Regions from separate parts of the Mus musculus genome. Here region 2 is linked to region 1. A link is a contact called in public HiChIP or PLAC-seq data. All regions are on one chromosome and are shown on one strand. The core of a region is the stretch at or near the end of the contact, and the rest is flanking DNA. Distances in the headings are between cores, read along the strand shown.

Region 1 (2,771 bases), core at 129-2,628:
ACACACACACACACACACACACACAACTGTGTAGGGCGTGGAATCCAGAGCCTTGACACAAAAACACAGCTCTCACCTCAAAGGGAATGAGAGTTTATTCTGGAGCCAGCTATGAATGGCCATGGTAGATGCCTCTCTCCAATGTGCTAACAGTTTGATGAAGTTGTTTTTGTTTTTTTTCTTATTTTTCGAGATAGGGTTTCTCTGTGTAGCCCTGGCTGTCCTGGAACTCACTCTGTAGACCAGGCTGGCCTCAAACTCAGAAATCCACCTGCCTCTGCCTCCCAAGTGCTGGGGTTAAAGGCATGTGCTACCACTGCCCAGCTTGATGAAGTTTTTATAGTTACAGAACAAAGTCATAAATCAAGACATTTAAAAAATATATTGGTGAGACTATTAGGTATGACTGCTGAGGGGGATAACTCCGATCTTAGGTGCAATCTGATGGCATTCTTAGCCTCTGGGTTGGAGGAAGCGTGTAGCCTGTTAGAACATTCCAGAAGGATTTACCTGAATAGTCACAAGGGTGTTACAAGGTCAAACATGGGTGGGCAATGAATGACTGTTAAGGGGCTAAAGATTGCCCAAGGGACTTGGGGTCCAGATTCATAGCATCCCGCTTTCCAATATTCCAAGCGTTAACCAAGCTTTGTGGGTCCTCCCTCCCTCCCTCCCTCCCTCCCTCCCTCCCTCCCTCCCTCCCTCCTTCCCTCCCTCCTTCTGTTTCTTTCCTCTCCCCCTTTCTTTCTTTTTCAAAGGCAAGGTTTCACTAAGTAGTCCTGACTGGCCAGGAACTCAGATCTGCTAGTGTCTGTCTCCAACAGGCACGAGCACACTGGGCTAGCCTTGTGGATGCTTTAACACCGTGAGATTCATTTATTTTTCCTGCTTGCTCAGTTCCCATAGGCAGGCGGTCTACCACTGAGTCACACTCGCCACCTGGTTCTGTGGACCCGATGTCTGTAGTTGGAGATAGGGGGAGTCCATCCACTCGCAAAAAAAAGTCTTTGTCTTTTAAGTTGAACACGCTTCACCAGGTCAGAGCTTCGGAGCTGCAGAGATTGCTCTCCTCATTTTCTAATAGCCACGTGTTCTGAACCGGTGCCCGGTGCCACCTCTGATCCTTGCCCCACCACTCCCTCCAGGGTGCACAATACCGCATTTATATCTTTTGAATGTGTACCATTTGAAAGCGCAGGGACAGAAGGCAGATGCAGGCACACCTTTGATCTTTCATCCTTGCGGGTTAAGTGAGGGCAGACACCTGGCAGCTGCGAACTGGAAACAAAATGATGCCTGGGACTGGAATGACCTGAAACGCTGCAGTGGCTGGGCCGCAGGGGCATGGAAGCTGACTCTGTATGCAGGCAGAGGACCTGATCTCGGGTAGCACCTTGAACGACCTGGCTGGGGCTGGCTGGGGCTCAAGGACTTACTAGGCAAGAGGGCAGAAAAGATCCGGCAGCTGCATTAAGCAAAGTCAACAAACTATGCAGAGATGGCAGCTCAGCACCGGTGCCGACGGGCTATTCCGGTGAAAGTGCATTTAGAGTGCTCTTGTTCCTTCGTGGTACTCTAAAGGATTCCTTTTAGGTACAGAGATGTCACAAATGCTTCAGGTTCCCAAGTCCTCGGCGGGACCGTATTGCCCCCTGGCGTCCATGTGCTGTTACTACGTCTTTGCCCAGGAAGCCAGAGCCGTCAATCACATCCATGAAAGGCGGAGCTTCCAGTTTTCCGCACATGGAGAAGTTTGGCAGTACAGGATTGAAAGGCAGTTTTAAACCCTAAGCCAGACCTGGGAGGGAACTTCGGAATTAAAGTTCCTCCTTCCCCACTCTGTGCCTGGCCTTCTGAATGTTCCAGAAGCTTCGAAAAGAAATAAGTCAGATTTGAATCTGCTGGTTTTTAATATTGGTGGTCGTGTGGTTACTGCACCCTGCTTCTTTTCAGTCAACTCAAAAGTGGCCCGGGCTAGAAAACCTTTCCTGACTTCTCTTCAGCGATTGCTTCGTGATAGGTGTTGGATGCCTCTCTGCTGTCAAGCTTCTCCGACTGTATGGGAAGGCAAGGGCATGGAATATTCCTGAACTGCATCTGCAGCCGCTGGGATGAGGCTTCTGTTCAGTAAAAACGTGTCCAGTAATAAACAGTTGCGTACCGTCCACACGGGGCGAAAGCATCAGGGCTTGATCAATACAGCAACCCTACCCAAGGCAAGAAGTCAACTTCTGGGTGGGAAAGAGAAGTGTGTTCATGTGTGTGTGTGTGTGTGTGTGTGTGTGTGTGTGTGTGTGTGTGTATGTGTGTGTACACACAGGTGTGTGAATGCACGTTTGTGTGTGTGGGGTGTCTCCTGGCACCTTCCCTTGTAGCCTGATATTTACATGGGTTCTGGGAATTGAATTTGAGGTCAGCATCTTACTGACAGAACCTTCTCCCAGTCAGTATTTTGTTCTGAACACAGCTATGCTTGCTTTTAGATTTTTTTCTTTTTTAACAACAACAGGCTCTCAGGTAGCCTAGCCTGGCCTCCAGGTCTAACCAAGGCTGACCCTGAACTCCTGATCCTCTGCATCTGCTGTTCATGTCCCGGGATCACAGACATCTGGTCACTGTGCCCTCCCTGCTCATATTACACATTGATTTATTAAACAGCATCATGGCAGAAGGCACGACTCCTGACTGTCAAGGGTTTACATTTTAGAGTCATACTGAGCCAACAGGTACCAATATTGTCTGCTATCCTTGTGACTTTGGGAAAAAAAAAA
Region 2 (2,771 bases), core at 81-2,580, 480 kb before region 1:
TAAAAAAATTTTTAATAAAATATTCAAAATAAAATGCTATTGCCAGGTATGGTGGCACATGGCCTGTAACCCCAGCGTTTAGAAAGCAGAGGCAGGCAGAGCTCTGAGTTTTAGGATAGCAAGGGCTACACAGAGAGACCATACCCCACCTCCAAAAACAAGTGGGCCCTATTCCAAGATAAAAGGGTCCTTACATTAAACAGGGGATTTGGAATGGATTCATACACAAAAGAAGGTGAAGACAAAGAAAACAAAACAGCCCTTGCAGACAGCCTTGATCTTAGCTTGAGTCAATTCTGAGGCAATGAATTCCTATTGTTCACGCTACCTAAGCCCACAGTGTGTCATAATGCCCTCACAAACTATACACATACACAGGATTACATCATAACCAACAGTAGCAGAGGCTATCTATGAATCTATTCCAATGCAAGCAAATAACCTGAACTTATCAACTGGAATGAGATACTTATTTTTCATATAAAATTCCAAATGCATGATACTGTACTCTCAAAAATGACATGGGTAATTCCCACCCTTTAGATATTAGCTAGGAGAGTAATTTCTAGAAGACATAAACTAGGGCCAGCAGGATGGTGGGGGATGGAAGGTAGGGACCAGAGAATTGGGATGGGGTGAGGCTTTCATACCCAGCACAGCAGCAAAAACACGGGAGACAGACCCTGCCTTAACAATGTGTAAATAAAGAACCAATTCCTGGAGAGTTGTCTTCTGACCTCCACACACTCACTGCGATACATCCTCCTCAGTAAATAAGTAAATAAGTAAATAAATAAATAATATATAGGGCCCAGAGAGCTGGCTCAGCAGTTAAGAGCATTTGTTGCTCTTGCAAAGGACCTAGGTTCAGTTCCCAGCACCACATGGTATCTCACAATCACCCATAACTCCAGTTCCAGGGAATCCAACACTCTCTTCTGACTTCCACAGGTACCAGGCACACATATGATGCATTCACATACACACAGAGAAAGCATGCATACACATCAATATTTTTTATTAAATTTATTTATTCACTTTACAGCCCATTATCAGCCCTTCCTTTCCTCCCAGTGCCCCCTCATGTAAGTCCTTCCCCAATTCCCCTTAGAAAGGGAAGCCCCCCTCTGGCTGCCAACCCCCCTCCCCCACACACACACTACCATCCCCCCCTTACGACCCCCCTACAAACTTCTTATACATAGAAAAAAATACAAATTAGGTTGTCAGTAGAGAAAAATCTGAAACACACAACCTCAAACTGCTGTTGATCAAGGCCATGACCACCATGAGTCACAAGGTACTTTACCCTCTGTGGTCTTCCTTAGTCATAACCCAGTCTTATCATGAGAAAGCAATAAGGAAAACTTACAGTGAGGCATCCCACAGAATACTGACTAGTTCTCTAAAAGCTGGTGAGGTCTTGGACATAGTGGCATCCCCCAGTCCTCATCTCAAGAGCTATAACAATAAACTGAAACCATGGAAGTCCTTGAAAGGCCATACCAGAACGACCGAAGGGTCCACCAATGACAATCCTAACAGACAAAATGCCAAGAGCCTCTGGAATCCCCTACAGACAGGACCACAGCAAGCAAGACAGAAACATTCCCACTCAGAGGAACAGAGCCCAGCGCCAGCCAGCCACCTCCTCAACTTCACAAGAACAGAGGCCCCGATGAGTCTCTGGTGCTCTCGCGCCCTCTGGCCTGCAGACTCTGGTAACACACCTTCCTTCTCAGGTGTGAGGGACAAAACAAGGCCAGGAGTGAGGCCGGTATTTCCCAGGTGAGAAAGGCACTTCAGTAAGAGAAGGCAAAGTTAGAAGATGAAGATTTAAGAGATGGAGGAGGAGAGAAAGAACCACAAATAAAGAAAAAAAACCCCAGTAAATGCCGCAAAGGTAACAATTCCAGATAAGCAGGAAATTGAGTAAAGAATGAGGACAAGGGACCCAACGGGAGAGAGACTCAGATACTCAGAACAGGACGCAGACCCCACTGACAGTCAGGCAATGTGAGCCTGGAGTCACGCAAAGTCAGCACACCACTGTTCACTACAAAGAAAACAAAATGTATAGGAAAAGTAAAATCACCGCACATGTGTAATTCTGCACACTATCTACCTATGAAGACATAAGCAGTGAAAACTGCTTATACTAGCTGAGTATTAAATATTAGATAAATACTAGTTACACTGTGAAGTTACCCTAGGCAAATTTATCACTTTTGCACAGTCCACAGCTCCACACCAGGAAACCTCAAAGTCCACTTTCAGGTTGTGCCTTCCCACATCAGGTAAAGGAACCCAGATGATCCCCACAGCCAGGCCCACAGGCCAAACCAAGGCGCACAACCCCTCCTCCCCAGGCTAACTCCTAGGCTGTACCAATTTGACAATTAAAACTCTCACACAGGATTTTCCAATACACAGAATAAGATTATTTCAAATGCTTCACAATTTTTATTAACATGAACTAGAATTCACACAAAAATAGTCACTCCTAACTTTATCAACTATCAGCAACAAAACTGCTCGTATTGTCGCTAGGAAGGCAAGAGTCAAGGAAGAAAATCTATGCAAGCACACAAAATGGTTTCCTTGAAATATTAAAAAAAAAAATCCTTCAAGTAAACATTGACACACTAAAAATATAAACACAGGAGCTCTCCCCAAGATACTTCTTTGCCTTTCACTTTCAATTCTCTAAGCTGACTCCCATTCCTAACCCTCAGGGCCTCCGTTTAGAACACCCTGCTTTATTTTATACG

What was found. HiChIP or PLAC-seq counts read pairs in DNA pulled down with a chosen protein or histone mark.
Region 2: an HNF4G HiChIP or PLAC-seq map of pancreatic cancer cells shows a contact between it and region 1. The contact joins two enhancer-like sites. A contact is called at or near these places in 15 of 39 promoter capture datasets (the 3T3-L1 cell line, 3T3-L1-derived adipocytes, the C10 cell line and 9 more), 17 of 484 Hi-C or Micro-C datasets (the C2C12 cell line, the N1E-115 cell line, embryonic fibroblasts and 7 more), 6 of 115 datasets of contacts at active chromatin or transcription factors (the SCID.adh cell line, embryonic forebrain, embryonic stem cells and 2 more) and 2 of 9 other capture datasets (adipose tissue and embryonic stem cells).

The regions. Positions count from the first base shown.
Region 1 is chr17:70,706,053-70,708,823 of GRCm38.p6, reverse strand. The region is part of intron 5 of Dlgap1 (DLG associated protein 1); the gene reads right to left. The region is part of intron 1 of Gm36746 (a long non-coding RNA gene); the gene reads left to right. Among named protein-coding and RNA genes, the nearest start is that of Gm36746, 10 kb to the left of the region's middle. Within about 2 kb of position 1,378, at least 57 of the 459 cell types and tissues checked have an H3K27ac peak or open chromatin away from gene starts, as enhancers often do. A contact at or near this core is called in embryonic fibroblasts, pancreatic cancer cells and uterus, where this site is marked.
Region 2 is chr17:71,190,775-71,193,545 of GRCm38.p6, reverse strand. All of the region lies in intron 1 of Lpin2 (lipin 2), which reads right to left. Among named protein-coding and RNA genes, the nearest start is that of Lpin2, 8.6 kb to the right of the region's middle. Within about 2 kb of position 1,330, at least 73 of the 459 cell types and tissues checked have an H3K27ac peak or open chromatin away from gene starts, as enhancers often do. A contact at or near this core is called in embryonic fibroblasts, pancreatic cancer cells and uterus, where this site is marked.